Regions from separate parts of the Mus musculus genome. Here region 1 is linked to region 2. The links are chromatin contacts, called in public Hi-C maps. All regions are on one chromosome and are shown on one strand. The core of a region is the stretch at or near the end of the contact, and the rest is flanking DNA. Distances in the headings are between cores, read along the strand shown. Region 1 overlaps Gm39037 (a long non-coding RNA gene). Region 2 overlaps Slco3a1 (solute carrier organic anion transporter family, member 3a1).

The links. A called contact is a pair of places that touch in the nucleus more often than the background predicts.
Region 1: a Hi-C map of the AML12 cell line shows a contact between it and region 2, with 4 times the contacts expected there. The contact joins two enhancer-like sites. A contact is called at or near these places in 1 of 484 Hi-C or Micro-C datasets (the AML12 cell line) and 1 of 115 datasets of contacts at active chromatin or transcription factors (fibro-adipogenic progenitors).

What each region holds. Positions count from the first base shown.
Region 1 is chr7:74,627,102-74,632,225 of GRCm38.p6, forward strand. It overlaps Gm39037 (a long non-coding RNA gene), which reads left to right. Exons shown (of 2, transcript XR_001778346.1): 2 at 39-413. Among named protein-coding and RNA genes, the nearest start is that of Gm39037, 3.4 kb to the left of the region's middle. Within about 2 kb of position 2,165, at least 7 of the 459 cell types and tissues checked have an H3K27ac peak or open chromatin away from gene starts, as enhancers often do. A contact at or near this core is called in the AML12 cell line, where this site is marked.
Region 2 is chr7:74,374,584-74,380,216 of GRCm38.p6, forward strand. All of the region lies in intron 2 of Slco3a1 (solute carrier organic anion transporter family, member 3a1), which reads right to left. Among named protein-coding and RNA genes, the nearest start is that of Slco3a1, 180 kb to the right of the region's middle. Within about 2 kb of position 2,293, at least 80 of the 459 cell types and tissues checked have an H3K27ac peak or open chromatin away from gene starts, as enhancers often do. A contact at or near this core is called in the AML12 cell line, where this site is marked.

The DNA.
Region 1 (5,124 bases), core at 915-3,414, 250 kb after region 2:
CCATTTACTTATTTTTGTGTTGTGTTTTGTCTATACAGACCCTGATTCTGGAGCTCAGATTTGCTTGGAACTTATTATGAAAACTGGCCTCACACTCACGGCAGTCCTCCTTCTTCAGCCTATGTGCTGGGACTTCAAGATACATTGCCAAGCCCAGACTCTAAATTTGAGAGGATTAGGAAATTTCTGCAGATGAAATAAAAGCTACACACACACACACACACACACACACACACACACACACACACACACCACTTTCTCTGTAATCCTGAAAGGCCCATTGACTACTAAAGCAAGTCTATGGAGCTGTGGCTTTTTCTGGACAAACATATGCTGATCTTTTTTCTGGAGCAAGTGCTGCAGAAGAGCTTACTGAATTGAAATAGGATATAAACTTGATTACTGAACAAAGAGTCCAGTACTCCAGAGATTTGTAGAGATTTTTTTCTACAGCAATGATGTTTATAGATGTATTAATATTTTGTTATTATTGGTAGCATTTTATAGGTAACCTTTTTATTTATTTTTATTCACTTTACATCCTGATCACTACCCACTGCCTCCTTTCCTCCCAGTTCCATCCTCACATCCCCCTCCCCCTGCCACCTCCCCTTCTCCTCTGAGAGGATGTGGACCCCTGGGTACCAACTGACCCTGATACATCAAGAGGCAGCAGGACTAAGTACATCCTCTCCCACTGAGGCCACACAAGGCAACCCAGATAGGAGAAAGAGATCCAAAGACAGGCAACAGAGTCAAAGACAGCCCTGCTCTAAGTGTTAGGGGATCCACATGAAAACCAAGATGCATATTTGCTACAAATGTGTAGGGAGCCTAAGTCTATCCCTTGCATACTCTGGTTGGTGATTCAATCTCTGTGAGCTCTCATGGGCCCAGGTTAGTTGACTCTGTAGGTCTTCTTGTGGTATTCTTGAACAGCGCAGCTCACATAATCCTATTCCCCACTCATCCACAGGATTCCGAAAGCTCCGCCTGATGTTTGGCTGTGGATCTCTGCCTCTGTTTCCATCCGCTACTGGATGAAGCCTCTCAGGAGATAGTTATGCTAGGCTCCTGTCTGCAAGCATAACATAGTGTTAATAATAGTGTCAGGAGTTGGCTCCCTCCCATGGGGTGGGTCTCAAGTTGGACTAGTCATTAGTCATTCTTCCAATCTCTGCTTCATCTTTATCCCCACACATCTTATAGGCTGTCAAGTCAAAGGTTTTGTGGTAGGTTGGTCTCCCCCTCCCTACATTGGAAGTCCTGCCTGACTGCAGGAGTTTGTCACTTCAGGCTCCATATCCCCAGCTGCTAGGAGCCTCAGCTAGGGTCACCTCCACAAACTCTGAGGAGTCTCCCCCTTCCAAGGTCTCCGGCTTGTCTCAGAGATGCCCCCTCTACCAATTTCTGTTTTCTCTCCCAACCCTCCCCCCACCCTACTCTCCCCACACCTGATTGCCCCCCCCCATTCCTGTTTATTCCACTACCCCAATTCCCTCTTTCATCCACTCCCAATGCCTATTTTATTTCTTCTTCTAAGTGAATTCAAGCATCCTTTCTTGGGCCTTCCTTGTTACTTAGCTCCTTTGGGGTCTGTGGATTATAGCCTGGCTATCCAGTACTTTATGGCTAATGTTTACTTACATTTTTAAATATAGAATTCCAGTGACATTACATGGTATTACTTTCTACATGGTAGACCAAAAGTGCTAGGAGAATATAATTCATCGATGCCTTTTCTGTACTGGGTGAGTTAGATATGTACCCCTCTGCAGGGGTCATTTTTCTCATATCTCAAATGAGCTAGTATTTCAATGGATTCTTTTGAGATTTAATCATTTTTTTCTTAGTGTTTGGAAAGTGGTAAATATTTAACCAATGTTGGTTCACTCTGTCCCTTAAAACGCATCTAGTAGACCTATGCAATGAAACTCAAGTTAGGACTTCCCTGAAGTTCCAGTGAGACTACATATAGCATATGTCCCGTGAATCCATCCATAGTGATTCCCTCAAAAGCAATCCAGGGGATACATTTTAGTGATCAGACAAAAGTTCAAGATTATACTTTTCCAACACTAATTTCTATGCTCATGGACTCTCCTAGCTTGCTGCTCATTCCCAGCCCCTGGGCTTCTCTGTAACAAATGTTTATTTCCTCATTCCGCCAGGGCTGTGGCTGTCTTTGGTGGCCTCCAGGAATGCCTGGAACTGACTCGATGGGTCACAGAATGTAGTCTTGGGTTTAGGGGAAGCTCCTGATTTTTCAAATGCCTTTTCCTGACATGCATTGTTTCGGACATCTGTAGAAACAATAGCCATGAGTTATTTATAGATGAGTATGAATGCTGCATCCATGCTGAATCTCTATTTGCACAAGGCTTCACACAGATTTGATAGAAATTTCTTCCCAAGTTACTCTGGCTATTCAACAAAATCCATACTCCAGAAAGTGACACCCCTCACACCTTTCACTTACAAACATTAAGAAAGGGTTTTGAAGAAGAAATAAAATTACCAAACATGTTCTATTCCTGCCTCTATCAACTCTTGCCTATAACAGCTCTTAAAAAGAGAATCACTATCTTAAAGGCAAAGATCTACATAAAAATTCCAACACCAAACAGCCTCACCTTGAGTAAAGGATCAATAGATGTCTGGCTGGAAGGATTCCTCAGAGCTTGGTCACCTCAGACCCTTCGTTTCCCAGTGTCTAGAAAGACAATGAGGTCAGTCAAGGGATAATGATAAGTAATATGTGAGATGGCATGCCGGCAGGTCTCCATGGCCACTGGGCCACAGGAAGGAGAGAAGAAAATGAAGTTCAAGCTTTGTCTTTCATGTTGTAGTATCAAGGGATGATGTTTATTCATATTAAAAATGTTGATGACATATGAAAATTGTCATCCTAAAACAGAGAGCTTTGGGCCAGTCACTGGATCAACAAACACACAAAAAAGGCAAAATCCCACCCAGAGTTTTTCTGACTTTTAGCCAGTTGTTCTCTGAGTTAGCTGGTTACCTGGATAGATAGGTAGGCAGACCAAGGTAGACCAAGAAGTAGCTAAATGGGTGTGTACACAGATAGGCAATAGAGATAGAGGGAGAGGCAGATCTGTGGAAACATGAATTAAATCATTGATTCATTGATTATTTTTCAGAAACTGCTGATGGATTTTCTAAAACTGTAGTGGAGATATGAATCTTTTATCACATTACCAGTGAGTCATTTTAACGGGAAGAGAAATGATTTTCCATCTTACTGACTTTGGTTTGCCTGTGGGTGATCTGCCATTCACACAGCATGTTAGTGATATCAGTAATCAAGCTATCACTATTCATTCAGACTCCATATCTCTCTGGGTGGTCACGGCACCTAAGCACCATTAATTCATTCACTTTCTGATTCCCAGGAGCCAGAGAATGTAGCCTCTACCCCGGAAGCACTAAATGTTTAGTTCGAAGAACAGGGAAACTGTCACAGGGATGGAAATGCAATATTTGACAGAATCAAGATTCTAGATGATTTCGATGAGCAAGACTTGGAACCAAAATTAAATACGGGTGTAAAGATTTGTGAAGTATTTTGTGAAGTAAGCAAAAAAAAATGTGATTGATTTGGCCTAGCAAACACAGAAGTGGTTGCTCACAGTCAGCTATTGGATGGATCACAGGGCCCCCAATAGAAGAGCTAGAGAAAGTACCCAAGGAGCTAAAGGGAAATGCAACCCTATAGGTGGAACAACATTATGAACTAACCAGTACCCCCCAGAGATCTGTCTCTAGCTACATATGTATCAGAAGATGGCCTAGTCAGCATCAGTGTAAAGAGAGGCCCATTGGTCGTGAAAACTTTATATGTCTAAGTACAGTGGAACACCAGGGCCAAGAAGTGGGAGTGTGGGTGGGGGGGGGATTGGGAGAGAGGGCATGGGGGACTTTTGGGATAGCACTGGAAATGTAAATGAAGAAAATACCTAATTAACAAAAAGGAAAAAAGATAAAAAAATAAAAAAATTACACTATTGAGCATAAAAATAACACAGTATACAATAACAAAGATGCAATTAGTATAAAACATATTTTATTTATTTATGCATTGACTAATGTGATTTTTGTATGTGATATATCTTTCCATATACATATATGTGTGTTCCAGTGCCCATGCATACTCATACAGATTCCAGAGGTTAATGTCATGTATCTTTCTCTACCAGTGTCCACCTTATTTTTGTGACAATCTTTCATCAAACCCTACTCACTGATCAGTTAGATAGTGTGAGCACTGACTCCAGGACCTGCCTTTCTCCACATTCCCACACCACGCCCTGTGCTAGGGTTACAGGCACATGCTACCATGTCCAGGTTTGTATGTGAGTGTTGGAGATCTGAGCTCACAGCAAACACATTACCCACAGAGATATATTTTTGCTCCCTTCTAGAAAACATCTCGAGTGGCATTTTCATTTGCTAGGGCTAATATGAGAAAACTTGACAAACTGAGTCATTTGGACAGTAGTTTACTGCATCACGGTTGTGGAGGCAAAGGGCCTGAGGTTAAGACTCCAGTGGAGATGGTTAGTTCTGAATGCTAGGAGTCTCTTCCTTAGCTTCTCATGTAGTGCAGGAATTATCTAATGTTCACTGGCTAGGAGACCTGTTTCCATGGTGTCTGCCCTCACTATCAAGTCATTTCCCAATTTCCTCCCTTTTATGAGAACACTACTCACTTTGGGCTAGAGACCATCCCTAAGGACTTTATCCTAACAAAATGCATTTGCTATGCCCTTGTTTACAAGCGAGCTCCCATTCTGAGCTACTGGGAATTAGGATTTCGGTGTAGGTGGGAGAGTGATGCAATTCAACTTTCAACAGGGACTAGACACATCTTAGGTGACACTTCTCATCCAGTCAACATAGAGGAAGTCTAGCATAAACTCTGTCTATATTTACTTAAATATGGCTTACGAGTTCTTTGAGGAATGGTCTCACAATGGTACACATGGAACATGGGGTGATAGTGCACGATAGTCAAAAAAGGAAACCATGGAGAATATGAGAGAAAAAGTGGAGATGTTTTGACCCCAAAGAAGAGATAGAGGGGCAGGCAGTAGCTAGTGGCTG
Region 2 (5,633 bases), core at 1,043-3,542:
TGAAAATCTAGTGAAGGAACAACAAAGACCAAGACAAAACAAACCATCCTTGTGTTGGATAACATCTACTATCAACCTGATAGAACCTAGAATCACCGTGGGCTCCTGCCTCTGGGCAAGTCTGTCTGTGGAGAAGTTTCCAGATTGAGTTAATTGAATTGACAAGATCCACCCTATGAGCAGCACTATCTCATTGGCTGGAGTCCTGGACCAGCTAAAAAGGAGGAAATGAGCTGAGGACCAGCGGCCATGGTGTTCTGCTTCTGGTCTGTGAGCACTGTGTAGCAAGTTGCCCCATGTTCCCACTATCATGCCTTCCCTGCAGTGATGAACTGGACCTTCTAACTACGAGCAGCAGGAACCCCTTCTTCCTTAAGCTGCTTTGGTTAGGGCATTTTGTCATAGCATCAAGACAAGCTACTGACTAACACCTAATAGAGGTGGCTATACTATTTAGGATTGGTGTTCCTCGTTTCTCTCAAAACACTTTTATTTTGCACTATTCTAAAACCTTTTGAAGCTTACCAGTGAACTGAAAAGCTATCAGAATTCAGGAAGAAAACTGAGGAGTACTTGCCCTGCCCTCTGGCTCAGCCAATTTGTACAGGGGCGGGGGGGGGGTGCGGGGGGGGGGGGAAGAGCGGCTGTCGTAAGTAAGAGCTGGCTTGTGTCCCTAACTTACCCTGGCAGTTGAAAAAAAAAGAAAGAGCCTCCTGGTTCCCAAGCATGTTACTCAGTAGGAGGGGTCAAAGTGCATCACACTCAGTCCCCAAATCACACCCGAGATACATTCATATGCCAGGAAAGAGGCACCGGTACAGGCTCGGCTTCTGAAGCCAGATGGGAAAAGTGACAGATTCTCAGAACTCACAACTGAAACATTAGGGCCAAAACAGAACCCATAGGCAGCCAAGGAATAGTCACAGCGACCCTCAACGCCACCCTAGACACTTCCATCAGGATGGCTACTTGGAGCCGCCATTTAGCCTGTGTAACCTCACACCACGGGGCATTTTTCTGAGCTACAGAGATGTACAGCACTTTACTGCCACACTCTGCCTCTGACTTGTGTTTTGTTAAAGGCTAAAGGGGGTGTGTAAGTGCCTTTACTTCGCCAGTTCCAAAGTCCTCCGCCCTGTCCTCTGAATCCCTTCCAACTGAGAGGACTCTGTGTTCCCTCTTCTGTAGCCCAGAAGACTGGGAGATGCCCCAAGATCAGAGCTACTCCACCTATGTCTCACACCCCAGGGATGGGGCAAAGGGCCTGGGACAGACAAGAGCATTAGGGTTGGGCTGTTTTTCTCTCTTCCATCTCTATGAATACCAGGTCCTCCAGGTCCCGCTCAGTCTAACACACTGATTGCAATGGCCCCCTGCCTTAAGCTCATCTTTCACCTCAGTAGTCCCCCAGCTTGCTTGTTCCTTTCCACAGTTCTTAGCCAGTTCCCAGAAAATGGTTTAGAAGTGTTGGATGCCTAACTCCCAGATTTCTGTGTTGGCCCTCTCTGAGTAGGGAGGTGAGTTCTCAGAGAGCAGAGCTCCATGTGTGGGCAGACTGGGAGGGACCCTAACCCTAATCAGCACAGACTACATAGTGAATGTCTAGATACCCATCCCTATCCATAGCCAACATCAATGGGTGCTCACTGTCCTATCACTTTCCCCTGCTCCTCTTATCCTGTGGAATATTGGTGCCCATCCCAGACATCATTTCAGCTGTAAATACTGCAGGATGCCCTGTTTACAGGAAAGACACACTGATGCTCTCATGCCCTGACACCTAATGTTAATTCTGAATGGTTGCTTAGCTTTCATGGCCTTAACTTACTGTATCCCGAAACAGTGGTGGGAGTTACCACCAAAACTCCCTTTGCAGACCACTAAGCCAAGGAAAGCCAGTGGTGTGATAATTCTGGTTTTGTGAATCAAAGGCCATGTGATCTTTCCACTCTGCCTTCACCTCGCTGGGGGCAGAGGATGACACGCTTGGAGAGCAGCTGGCTCTGAATGAGCCTCATGCCCACACAGCACAATGTCTTGAGTCTTCACTGTACTCTGCCCTTCTTGAATCTGAGCAAGAATCCACCCTATTTGGCTGCTTTTAGCATTCTTTACTTTTCTTACTTTAACAGTATAAAGTTATAGCTCTAGTCACGTTAACGACTTCTGGCTTTATTTGCAGTCTTTGGGGAGAGAGGCAGGAAAAGACACGACAGATTTCTGTGTGGATTCTCCAGCACAGTCGCTCCGGGGAGGGCATTCCCCAATGATTCATAGTGACTCATTCATAACTTCCCCAGCAGATCTCAGCAGCGAAGGCAAACGCAAAGGAATTTTCATGGTTGAGGGATGCCTCTTCCCCTAGCCGGCTGGGCTCCTACCCTGGAGTCCCTTTAACCTGGAGCCTTTCATCTAGGTGTGGATGTTGATGGGGAAGCATCGGAACTGAGAACTGGGTCTTGCAGGATCACTAGACAGATCTGTATGCATGGGATAACACTGCTCTCACAAAACAAAATTGTGAGTGCCAATGACTTCTTCCTCAGATATTGCAGTACAGCATCGATCGAAGGACAGGGGAGATGACCCCTCACTGAGAACCACAGAGTCTCCGCCCTCTGTATGCACCAGTTCTCAAACTGTTATCACATTGCATCAAAAATACCTGCATGTACATCTGGGTTAGTTTCCTTAGGTCAGGACCTCTGAGCCCCAGCTATCAAAAGCTAAGTAATTCCTGGATTGGGTAGGATGCTGTCCTGGGTATTTCAGGTACTTAGGTGGACTCTCTTCCTGAAGCCCTGATAACCCAAACTGCCCAGAGGTTTCCCGTTATCCCTAGGCGGGTAGAAATGTCCCTGAGGGAAAACCCCTGATTCAGCGCATAGACTCGGTAATCTGTGACCTCTGCAATAACTGTGTTTCAATAATACCCAGTAGGATTGACTCTGAGTATAAGTCTTAAAGTAAGGGTTGGATTCCAAGGAACTGCCATGCGAAGCAGGTTGGAGATACAGTGCGATACAGATGGGACAGGTGAGGCTCAGAAGGTTCTGGGTCTTCTCAGCTACACAGTTAGGAGGGACGTGGCGAGTAAGTGTAGATACACTACGTCCAAACCCTAATGAGGGGAAGGCAGAGAATAGGGAACTCAAAGGAGGCTCTGGATCCTCCAGCTTTCTAGCTCCGACAGCCAAGGAACAGGGCAGATGATGCCACACAGACAGAACATTCTAAGCGCCTGCAGCTGTTAATTATAGAGGAGCGTGTTCTGAGACATGCTTCAGTCTGGATGGAGCCTCTGCGCTGACTGCAAACTGCCTGGAGCCTTGTGATCCGACCGAGCGTGGGGAGCGGCGGAGTCAACTCTTAAAAGCCTTCTCCAGTCCTTAAACTAGAGAATTAATGATAAGTGATCATAATTTGAACCACACGTACAACGTGGGGTGGCCAGACAAGGCTCAGAGCCCCAGTGCAATTGGTTTGTGAATGAGTTTAGTTCCAAGGCTTAAACACTATCTTAATTAGGTTTGGAGCTCACTTCCCTTTTTCTGAACAGGAAAACAGAATGGAGTAAGTAGCGCCGTAAGCAGTAAGTAGTAGATTCATATTTGAAGGTTGGGTGGGAGACGGATTGGGATTCCCATGGTTTGTGATAGGTACCCAGTTTGCTGAACAGCAAAGGTCTAATTCTAACTCCCTGAGGGCTTTGTTTTTTTTTTTCTTTCAGCATCATGCTACTGTAGCCGAAGACATCAGCTTCCCACATCTGTAACTCAAATACACTCACCCATCTGAGCGTGCACAGCAGTGTTGTTAGCAGGCAGCCTGGGGGTGGATAGTTAGGGCCAGAGTGTTACCATGCCATGACTGCTTCAGCTCTCCTGAAATCCCCGGGAGAAACCTTAACCCTCAAGATGAGGATGTTTAGAGACAACTAGATCGTATGGACAGAACCCTTAGAATGAAATTAGTCACCTTATATACGATACCTAGGAGGTTTTCCCACTTTGCCTGCCCTGTTAGGATACAGCAAGATGTTCATCTAGGAGCCAAAAAGTAGCCTCTTGTCTGGATACTTTACTAAGGCTTTGATCCTGGATATCCAGTCCCCGGAACTACAAAAATAAAATGACATATCTGTTTGGCAGTCTATGGTTTCTGTAATGAACATAAAAGTTCAGTGCAAGTATAGGTTACCAGTCCTTGAGTTGTTGGTCAGAGGTGTCCTGGAGACCCTCCAAATAGTACAGGCTATTGCCATTGTTCCCAATTCCTCACCAGAACTTGGTGGTAAGACCCTACTGCAGATGATACCATGCATATATGTCGCATCATAGAGAGACATTGAGATGGTACTGATCAGGAAGCATTTTCCTGGCTGGCTAGCTTTATATTACTGGCAAACCTTATGCAGGCTGTTACAGAGAAAGTCATCAGTATTATTACCCAGTGGTAAGGCCATGTGAACTGCAATATGACCACTAGGGAAAGACACTTCCAGGAATGCAATGGTGGAATGAATGATATGGTGGTAACCAATTGGCAATTGGATTCAGGACCTGTTCCACAGGTGCAAACACATGCCTGGTAATGTAAACCTGACCAAGAACCCATGGCTGGGAGTTTACAGGTCAAAGTGATGAAGCTACTACTGTTATTTTGCTAAATGGTCATAGCATCAAACAGCCTCTAAAACCCATAGATTACCGCAGCTCTCAGACCCCCATCAGAGAAATTTCTATGTGCAGTGTGTAGTGGCTATTGCAGAAACTCATAACTGGTCAAAGTGCAAAGAATAACTGCCAGTGTATTGCTCATCCATAAATAGAACATACATGTCACACCCTCCCTAAGGCTCAGGGACCATCACAAAAGGGGTAGAAAGAGTGAAAGTGTCAAAGTTCTGGGAAGGCTGGAGTGACCTTCTGGACATGACAGTGACCTTCCGGACATGACAGGCCTGTTGTGATCATGAGGTCACAGCAGCTATGTTTTCTAGCACAAGATCCTCACACGATCAAAGCAGTCATCATCCGGGTATGAAGTGGGAAGGGATTCATGAGCCACAGATCCTATGCAAGGAGTTATGGACGTTGATGGTTTCTGGGAGAAAGAAAATCCATTTCCCTTAAGGGTGTGGCTCATGATAGGTTGCTCATGCTCCAGTGGAGAGCTCTACATTCAGGAGTAGATGGCCAGCATACATGAGAATCCCTGGACTTTGGGACAGAGGGAGGAAGGATAAATCTGGGAGGAGTTAGGGAAGAAGTGTGTGTGGGTGAATATGACAAAATATAATATCGTCAAAGAATTAATAAAATGATGATAAAATAAAAATTAATATCTGTTGTTAGGAAACTGCTCACTCTCTGGTATTTTATGAAGGCAGGCTGGCTGGACAGGAAGCATTCCATTCTAGGGAGGGCTAGTGACTGCTGAGGAAGGCATTAATGCATTCTACACTGATGCTTATGATACTTGAAAGCCTGTCTATAAAGGTATAGTACGGTCTACTTGCAGTCAGGCAACTAATGAGCCTTATTTAATGATCCAGTTGATGACACCTGACATTCCATTAATGTCTTTACTCAGTAATGCTTTCTTTTGCTCCCCACCCCCGACATACACAG